Linked DNA regions of Triticum aestivum: region 1 is linked to region 2. Evidence: chromatin contacts called from public Hi-C data. All regions are on one chromosome and are shown on one strand. Each heading gives the region's core, a stretch centred on a gene start, on an enhancer-like site or on the middle of the called end of the contact. The rest is flanking DNA. Distances are from core to core; before and after follow the strand shown.

Region 1 (5,046 bases), core at 18-2,517, 220 kb before region 2:
ATACAAGCTTCCAAAACTGCTTTACTGGACCGGCCCACTGAGGCGAGTCGCAGCCGACCGCCAGCATCGATGCTTAGGCTTAGGCGATGGATAGCATCTTCTAAAAAAGGCGATGTATAGCATTTCTCTCCCATATAAAAAGGCGATGTATGGCATTGGCGTGGCAGGCTGGGCCTCTTGCCCATCGCAAGGTCACGGGATAGAGAGAATTCATGGAACCGGTGAGTCGAGTGCCTTGCACGTGCCAACAACGTGAGCAAGCAACGCAGCGCTTATGAGCCGTACATGCGCACTGCTGGGCTGCTGGCCCCACGTTCCGACCTTGTGCCCCTGCGTGCATTGCCCGTGTAACGCCAAACGGACCCTGACAATCCAACAGCTGTAGATCACACAACGAAAATACATGCCTTCCCAAAATGCCCTCTCAGATGTATAACCAGTGTTAATGCAGTGCACCTGCGGGCCACGGAAACCCTTTGTGATGCGTGTCGACCTGAAGTCTGCTTGGTTGCGTGCACTGTATTTTTACTTGCATTCTTCCTAGGTGAGCCGAAGGATGCTTAACAGAGACGTCCGATTTGGCAGAAGGTGATCCAATACCTCCCGTCGCTAGGTGAGTCGAAGGGAGCTAAATAGAGGCGTATGATTCGGCGAAAGACGACCCAATCCCTCCCGCTGCTTTTACACGAACACGCCCTTGCATTTCTCAGAGGTGAGTCGAAGAGTGCTAAACAGATGCGTCCGATTTGACGAAAGATGATCCAATCGCTTTCATTGCTGGGTGAGTCGAAGGGGGTTAAATAAAGGCGTCTGATTCGGCGGGAGGTGACCCAATCCCTCCCGTCGATTTTACGTGAACGCACCCACGCATTCCCCAAAGGTGAGCGGAAGGATGCTAAACATAGGCTTTCGATTTGGCGGAAGGTGATCTAATCGCTCCCGTTGCTAGGTGAGTTGAAGGGGGCGAAATAGAGCCGTCTGATTCAGTGGGACTGTGGGAGCCGACCCAATTCCTCCAGTCGCTTTTACGCAAACAGTGTCATATGTTTGATTGAGAAATAAAAAAGAATATCAAGAATTCCCGTGGCTGACCACCGGTTGAAGCAAATCAGAGCGACTCATGAGCACGGCAGTCCTGCGCGCGGGGGGCATTTTGGTGAACTCCGTCGTAAAAGGTAAGCGCACCGTCGTCGACAGTATCCGCATCCACGCCATCCCCGTCGCTGCGAGAAAAAAACGTGCCAAAAAAGCACACAACCTTGGCTGGAGGCGGCGGCAGGGCGAATCTCCTCAGTAGGGAGGAGTATGAGATAACCCCACGCTTATCACCATCCCTTTCCCCACTCTCCAGTCTCCACCCTCCCGACGAAGCCCCCATCTCACCTCCTAAAACCAAAGCCCTAGCTACCGGGCTAGCGAGCTAGCCAGACCCCCCTTCCCGTAGATCTCTCCTCTCCGGGCGTGCTCGCGGCGCCGATCCGGCGATGACGACCAAGGCGAAGCTCGGGGAGCTAATGTGGGAGCACCGGCTGCGTGCGGCGGCGGCGGTGGCGTTCCTCGCCGTCGCCGTGGTGTCGATCTCCGCCGTCGGGCCCAGGCTCGGCGCCGTGGTCTCCTTCTTCTGGCCGCTGCTCGTCTCCACGGGCTTCTTCCTCGTGGCCATCACCGTGCTGCTCCGGATCTCGCCGCCGCCCAGCGGCGCGGAGGAGTCCGGCAAGGAGATCATCGACTTCGTCGCCGGGTGCCGCCCCGAGCACCTCCTCCCGGAGGCGTCCGCCACCGTGGAGGTGCCGCCGGAGCCGGAGATCTGAAGAGCCGGGGAGGAGGAGGTGCGCGCGGCCGCGAGATGGCCTTGTTCGCCGGGGCTAGCTCAGGAGAGACGTGGGGTAACCTGTATGGGCCCGCCTGGGAGCCGGGGGCCCGTCGCCGGGCGCCCCCGGTGTGCGGTGGTGCAGCCGTGGCTAGCGTAGGATCCTCCCGTCTCCGTGGTGTGGTGTACAATAGTACCATTGAATAAAGATGTCATAAATTCGCTCCGTCAGCGCGCATAATTTGAGTACCAGGTACCACTGGTGCTCCATGTTCTTCCGTTTTCAGGTGGAGTCTTCAACTCTCGATGCTTTGATTTGATGCCATGAAAGCGAGAGATCGGAGCTGAAGGCCCGAGGTCAAAGGCCTTGAGCGGCCGAACCTCGAATTTCTCTTGAAGAATCTGCCTCGCCTCTTGTATTTGAAAAAGACCTCGGTAAGCGATGGTGCAGGGGGCAATAAACCTCATTTCCAAACCGACCATCTGTTGGCGTCTGCTAGGAACTGTAAAGCCGAAAATGCGATAGATTGATAGCTAGGGTACACCCTTTCGGCGTGGCAAGAGATGGATTCTTCTGCCCGACGCATCATCCTTTCGGCGCACAGTAGTATCACCAAAGTAGAAAATGTCCCCTGCACCGTCCCTGTCATTTTTCTCGTATCATTACTATAACTTACTTAGTTCAAATAATTTTATATTGGAGTTGAACATGGTGTGAGCCCGGTGATCACACGTACGTATGTCCTCCAGTCTCCCGTCGATGTCACCGTAGGACCCCGTCATACCAAACTCTGATTCTTTTTACCGCGAGCAGTGCTGAACTCTCTGATCCGACTTGGAACGAAAACGAGCTAGCCTAGTTAGTTGCTGTCGCCGTACTAGTAAATTAGTTGTATGTCTTGATCTGCTTTAGGAGGAGTGAGGTCTACGACACCAGTCAATGAACGGGCCGTGGATCCTCTCACTCAAGTTTCTCGGATGGTCCATGGTGTTGAGCATGATCGATGTCTGTTTCTTTTACGGTGTGATTTTAAGGTCTGTTTTTATTTCACCAGTGGTCGTTGTTTGTACTGTCAAAATTTCTTCGCTATTTTTTTAAAAACAAATCATCCCACTTTATTACAGTGTTACAAGAGTTACATTGCTGAGTAAAAGCAGGATAAATTCACTAGGAGTCTTATCGAAGAAACTACTTCCTCCGGTCCTTTTTACTCTGCATATTAGAATTCTCTGAAGTCAAACTTTACAAAGTTTGATTGTATTTATATGAAAAAATATCAACATCTGCCATGCTAAAGTTATACAATATGGAACTTTAAGTCATGACACATCTATTGATATTGATTTCAGATTGTGAATGTTGGTATTTTTTTCTATAAAGTTGGTCAAACTTTACGAGGCTTGACTTCAGTCAAATCTTATATACGAACTAAAAAGGACCGGAGGGAGGGAGTACTACATAAAGCCGCCTTTGCCAAATTTGCCAGTTCATGGGCGACCATATTTGCCTTTATGGGGGAATGCACAAAAGAAGTATAAAGAAAATCACATGCCATGTGATAACGGTCGTTGAAGATTGCTGCTACTGGTCCTGCCGATCTTCCTCCCTCATTCATAGTATTCACCACTTCCAAATTATCAGAGTTAATGATGATATTATTACAGCCTACAGTTTGTGCTAAAGATAAATCATATCGCAATGCAGTTGCTTCGGCTAAAAGAACATCATAACAGAAATCAAGTTTCCAATTACCCGCGCTGATAAAATTACCTCTGTCATCTCTGATGATTGCATCTGTCATCCCTACAAGCAGATCATCATCAAAGAAGGCATCCACATTCAATTTCACATGTCCTCTAGGCGAGAGTTCCCATCCTCCTATTTTCCTCTTAGCTTTAGGAGCGACCGCAACAGTGTAATTAGTTGTAAGGACTCTAACAGAAGTAGCAATCTGGTTAGCAGTTTGAACCTTTTCTCCATGGCGTAGCTTTCTCCTTTCCAACCATAGGTACTAGCAGGTTATTGGTATCATTTCATGCATCTTTTCCTGTTTCTGACCCATCATTTCATGTTGTGGCATCTCCAATAGGAATCGAAATATACTTTTGCCCGCCCTATCAATGAGACACGCCTTTTGAATTAGTTTCTCCAGAGCAAGCTCTTTCCAAACATTCATTGCGGCAGGGCATTGAAACAACACATGAGCCGTAGTGTTGGCCCCTCTCTTGCAACAGGGGCATTGCGGCGACACCTTGATATGTCTCTGGGCCAAATTGACACCACATGCTAGGGTACCATGCAGCGCTTTCCAAGTGAAAATTTTGACTTTTGCCAGGCAGTCTAGTTCCCAAACTTTCTTCCACACTCACGTTTTGTGGTGCACCTTGGCCATTTGACCAACAGAGATTGTTTCCAAACTTGTGATCCCATTCCACATAGTACGCCGATTTGACAAAGAACTGGAAATTCTTTGACATTCCCCATGCTAGGAAATCCTCCATGTCGTAGTTTGGTAATGGTATAGCTAATATTCAGTTGCAATCAACATGCCAGAACGTTTGTCTTACAAGCTCCTCATCCCATTGGCCTGTACCGGGATCAATTAAATCATGAACTTTAGATATGATCTGGTTGCCTCGTGGGGTTATTACCTTCCTATTTTGAGTTCCTTGTAGCCATGCATCATTCCAGATATTTATTTTCCGTCCATCCCCTACTCTCCAAATGCATCCCTGCTTTAGAGTATTCACGCCTGCCATTATACTTTGCCATGTAAAAGATGAACCTTTCTTCAGTTTGGCATTGATCAACTCACCATCTAGAAAATATTTAGCCTTAAGAACCGTTGCACACAAAGAGTCTGCGTTATCAATAAGACTCCATGCTTGCTTAGCCAGGAGTGCCAAGTTAAAACAATGGATATCCCTAAAGCCCAATGTCGGTGTCAAAACTGGCAGATCTCGGGTAGGGGGTCCCAAACTGTGCGTCTAAGGATCGAAGGTAACAAGAGACAGGGGCATGGTGTTTACCCAGGTTCGGGCCCTCTTGATGGAGGTAATGCCCTACTTCCTGCTTGATTATCTTGGATCAATATGGGGTTTACAAGAGTTGATCTACCTCGAGATCGTAATGGCTAAACCCTAGACGTCTAGCATGTATGATTATGATTGCCTCTATGGACTAAACCCTCCAGTTTATATAGACACCGGAGGGACCTAGGGTTATACAGAGTTGG
Region 2 (5,296 bases), core at 413-2,912:
CCATCCTCGGGTAACTAAACTGGCCATCAAAAACTGCCAGGGCGAAATTGCTTCGTGCCACACATGTGCCACTTATCGGAGTCCTAATTTTATTACTTAACCATGTCTGGGTATATCACCCAAATGAAAAACAACAACTCCGAGTGGTATATCAGATGTTCAACAAAGATTAGTATAAGGCAAACACAAAGACCCTTCTCTCGCTAACTCATGAGCTACCATGTTCACCTCATGGCGACAGACAACTACATCGATTTGAGAAAACCACATCTTCAGTTGGAACTTCACGTCTTCCTTGCACCTAAGGAACATGTGTGCACCGTCTTCGTCCACTCGCCCACAAAAATATGCATTTCGTATTTTCAAACTTTACTCCCCTTCTCATCAAATTTGTTTAGACTATAAGGGAATCATGCTTTTGTATCTGATTTATCGTCTGCATTTTCAAGATGGATTGTCACACAAGTCCAGGTTCCATGTAGTGGTTGAGCTACTGTTCAAAGCTCCATTACGCTCTACATGAGAGAGTTGCACATGCAACCTATATGCATGTCAAAAGGAGTGAATCGCTTTGCTACCAAAGTGGCAACAATAATTTTGCAGTATATGCCTTGTATCATCCGACCAGAACTTCTTTCACGCCAAGCTCTCATCCTGGCTTCCTGTCACTAGGATAATTAGGTCACTGATATAGTCAAGTAAACTAGGATCTTGTGGCATGATCACTTTCTTGGACTGGGCCATAGGAATCCATGGGAAGGACCATATTTTAGCATTTGTGCCATCACCGATACGCCAAAATATAACCTTTGCCTAACCATCATGTAAAATGCTACACCACGAGTAAGAGATGTCGTCTCGAGGGAACAAGGCTTTTCAAAGAACTTAAGTAAGAAAACAAGGATGGTGCTCCAATTGGGCCGACCCATCGATTGCGCCTCTGCTCCAGTTGGACAGTCATTGACATAGGCTGGAAATAAGAAAACAATTATGATATGTGTGTACGTGGGCACTAAAAAAGTTTCTTTTTTCATTTTAAAATTAATTTATTTCGTTGAAACCGCCAGTTGTCGAATTTGAAAAAATGTTCAAAATATCCATGAATTCAAAAAAATGTTCACGAATTTTAAATAATGTCCACATATTAAAATATACATATTTTTAAAATGTTCATGAAATTAAAATATTCATAAATTTTAAAAAGGATCATAGTTTCGCGAATTTGGAAAAAAATCGTTAGTTATTGAAAAATAAGTGTAAAAAATGGATAATAAAAAGAAAAAAGAAGAAACATAAAAAAATAAAAACAGAAAGAAACCGAAAAAGGGGAAGGGAAAAAATAAAAATAAAGAAAGGAAGAAACAAAACCTGATGGAAGGTTCTGGAACCTTCCCAAAACCGATCTCGCAAAAAAAACTTCCCAAAACCGGACAGAATGTTCTGGAAACTTTCTAAAACAGCTTAATGCTTCTCTACACTCTCGTAAATGGGCCGGCCTGTAGGCGAGCACTATATTTATTATACTGCTCGTAATGGGCTAGCAATCGCGCCAGCATCTGGCCCGCATGCCTGTGGCCTGCCCCCTCCAAAACGCATCGTGCACGCATATGCCACTCTCCCGAGCCCTGGAGAAATTGCTAGCCGCTGACAAGTGGGGGCAGCTTGCAACAGTCAGTCTCCGAGACCCTGACTCTTCCACCTCCTTCGCCCATCGCCTCGCCGCCGCCTCCTTCCTCTCCCCCCCTCCTCGGGCTCGGGCTCAGGCACCCAGTCAGCCCCCTCTCTCCTTAAACCCTCGGCGCGAGCCAAACCAAAATCCGACGACCCTCCCACATTCCTTGCCCCTCTCGCAAGCCGCGCCATGTCCCGCATCGCGAGGTCGCGCTTCGCCCTCACGCTCAGGTCCTCCGCCGCCCCCTTCTCCACCATTTCACCCGCCGCCGCCGCCGCCGCATCCCTCGCTTCGAAGGAGGCGCCTGCCGGCGCCGACGCATCTTCCGCTCCCAAGGAGGCGGCCGCCGCTGGCGATCCCTCCCCGGCGCCGCCTTCGGGGACCCGCAGCTCCTTCCGTCTGCTTAAGGCCGGTATCTTCACCGCCGTCACCGCCGCGCTCGGCGCCACAGGCTATGTCACATACGGTGCGATCTCCGATCCGTATTCCTCCGCAGGATCGCTCGGTTTGGTCTGGTGTCGCGCGTGTGATTCGTAGGGAGTGATTCGTGTTTTCGTCTCTGTAGCTTATTCCGTGGATGAAGTGGATCAGATGACGCGGGAGTTCCGGAAGAACTCGAAGCTCCCAATCAGCGAGGACTTGTCCTGCTTTGAGGTTACATATCATGTTTTTTGGTGCTCGTGTTGTTTTATCCTGTTGTTTGTTCAGTTGCGTGCGTGACTGCATAAACATTAAGCAGCAGCATTTGGATGAGATTAGGAAATGTGAACTTGGGATCTGATGAGGTGCGCAATAAACTTGTAACATATCATGCATGGTAGTAGTATTTTTGTTGTTGTGATTTGCATCATCCCCTATGTAGGAGCTTACACTTTCTGGAATAAAATATTTGGTCGTTTGGTTCGAGTAGCAAGGAATTGGCATGCATTAGAAGGATGCGGAAATCTTTTGGTCTGGAACATGATGTTCTATGGGAGGCTTGCATTGTGGGGGTTTGAGAAAACCTGAAGTAGTGTGCAGCAATAACTTTCTCCACTGGATATCTACCGTCAATCTTGTCTGACAATTATGGCTTTTCATGTGTGCAGAAGTTTAAGGCTATGGCTTATTCAGAAACTGTGAAAGGTAGGGACTACTGCACACTCATTCCTTGTCTTTACTGTTACCTCTTGGATACAGATTGCCAATTATCGTGCAGACATTTTCTTCAGCCACCTAATGAGCAACTCACGATCCTGTTATGATTGCTTGGTACATAAACTGGCAGCTTCCAGGCAACCTTGGAATATTTTTCTCACACACCAGTGAATAACCAAGTCTCTCCACTTTTAAGTAGTTTACAGTGGCTAGGGAACACATTTCTTTATTAACAGGAGTTTGCGTATCGTTAGACTGTATGCATCAAATTATATGTTTTCATTTACTGCGATCAATTTGTATGAAGAGGTGTGTCATTGGTACTAAAATTGTTGGCTATAATCTATTCAACCTGGCTGTTAATCATTGCATGATAATGTTTGTATAAGCACATTCTAGATTGCTCTACAAATGCACATCACTCGGAAGGAGCATGAGATGAGCTTATTGATTAACCTGACCAGCTAGATAGGCTCTTCAGTTAACATCTATTACTACATTATTTGTTAACTGTCTGCCTATGTTCCTTATCGGTTGAGTCATTCCTTCTTTTTGCCGGCTTAGTATAAACTGTATGTTCTGTTCTGCAGTTCCTGCTGCTGCTATTGACCTGTACTTGGATGTCAGGAGCCAAATTGAAGATCAAATTCAGGTTAGTAAAAAAGATAGAACTTTTGCTATTGGTGATCCATCTTTTATATTGTAAATTATCCGTTCTTTATGATACTAACAATTATATGCACTGCAGGGATTTGTTGAACCATCATCAGAAAAACTCCTTCCAGATCTACCTCCTCAAGAACAGCATGTCTTTACCATAGTTCTGGATCTGAATGAGACTCTTGTATACTCAGATTGGAAGGTGAACTCGTGTTTCCTATGAAGTTTAGAATCTTGTTGTTTGCTATGCCTGCCGCTCATGTATAAGTGTATGACTGTATGAGTAAATCTGTTAATATACCACAAATTTACTAGGGTTTTTATCATTTTTGCCACTAGTTGTGTCCCACTATTCAGTTTTACCATTAGAAGTTACAACTACTCAAAAATGCCATCGATCCGTGAGATGTTTGCTCAAAAATGCCATCGTTCCGTTAGATGTTTCCTCAAAAATGCCATTAGACATCGTTATTTTCACATCAAACTCATTGACCATGTTATATGACAAAAATAAGCCTAGACCCACATGTCAGTTCTCTCTATCTCACAATGATAAGTGTGGCCCCGCTTGTCAGGAGTAACCAAGCGAATAATTTTATAGGAAAATAAGAACATCGTTGGGATCAAGTGGGCCCCACACTTTATTGTAGTAAGATAGAAGGAGAGTTGGCATGCTGGTTCATAGGTATTTATGTCATTATAACATGGCAAAAGAGATTTGAGATCACAATAATGGTGCCCAATGGCATTTTTGAACATGTGTCTAACAAAGCGATGGCATTTTTGAGCAGTTGAAAATTCCTAGTGGCAAAAGTGAGTAGTGAGACACAACCGATGGCATAAATGATGAAAACCCAATTTACTAAAGCGAGGTGTATAGAAACTCAAAAGATAAAATATGTACTAGATTCATTGGTAACACATGGTTGATTTCCCCCCTCTGTATAAGCCTCCCTATTTTAGTTTTGTATAGTATGCAGGCTTTATTTGTTGCCCCCTCCCCCCGCCCCCCGGTGCTGAATATTGGTTGATGAAGAATTATTTATAATAACTGTTTTCCATATATATTTATAGCGTGAGAGAGGATGGAGGACTTTTAAGAGACCAGGAGTGGATGCCTTTTTGGAACATCTTGCGAAGTTCTATGAAGTTGTTGTGTATTCTGATCAATTAAGTATGGTAAGTTTTATTCTTTAACTATTCAGTGTGTGTGTGTGTGTGTGTGCAAAATCTAACTCAAATGAAACTTTGTTACATGTGTAGTACGTTGATCCTGTTATGGAAAGACTGGATGCAAAAGGCTGTGTCCGGCACAGGCTATCAAGAGTTGCAACTAAATATGTGAATGGAAAACACTATCGGGTATGGGGATCTTACCTGCTGCTCCTGTCGTTAATTGTGTAGCTCAACAGCCATCACTCTAGAAAGTTCGTAAATACTCCTATGTTACATATTGTGTATGGGGATCTTGCCTGCTGCTTCTGTTGTTAATTGTGTAGCTCAATACCCATCAATCTGGAAAATTAGTTAATATGTTACATATTGGGTGAAACAGTTTATGTTATTGATGCTTTAATTTAAATCCCCCTATCTGTCAGATAAGTCTTATGTATCCTGTGTGATGTCTTTTGAAATGTATACTTTTCCTAGTAATTTAGAAGATGCTAGGTTATATGTTGGCACAACATGGATCTCAATATGCTAAATGCTAGAACTGGTCGCACATACTTTTACTTTTCTTACATCTTGACAAGGTTTGTTATCTGTTGCACAAAATTATTAGTGATCATGAATTGCATCATGCATTTTTGTTTTTGATAGAACTTT

The links. Hi-C and Micro-C count contacts between places; a contact is called where the count stands out from the background.
Region 1: a Hi-C map of leaf shows a contact between it and region 2, with 4 times the contacts expected there. The contact joins the promoter of LOC123058598 here to the promoter of LOC123062137 in region 2. A contact is called at or near these places in 2 of 5 Hi-C or Micro-C datasets (both in leaf).

The regions. Positions count from the first base shown.
Region 1 is chr3A:547,613,472-547,618,517 of IWGSC CS RefSeq v2.1, reverse strand. It overlaps LOC123058598, which reads left to right and starts at 1,267. Exons shown (of 1, transcript XM_044481305.1): 1 at 1,267-2,036. The coding sequence starts at 1,485. The coding sequence ends at 1,811.
Region 2 is chr3A:547,391,876-547,397,171 of IWGSC CS RefSeq v2.1, reverse strand. It overlaps LOC123062137 (mitochondrial import inner membrane translocase subunit TIM50), which reads left to right and starts at 1,662. Exons shown (of 11, transcript XM_044485498.1): 1 at 1,662-2,138; 2 at 2,238-2,326; 3 at 2,761-2,797; 4 at 3,400-3,461; 5 at 3,558-3,671; 6 at 4,544-4,648; 7 at 4,733-4,831. The coding sequence starts at 1,862.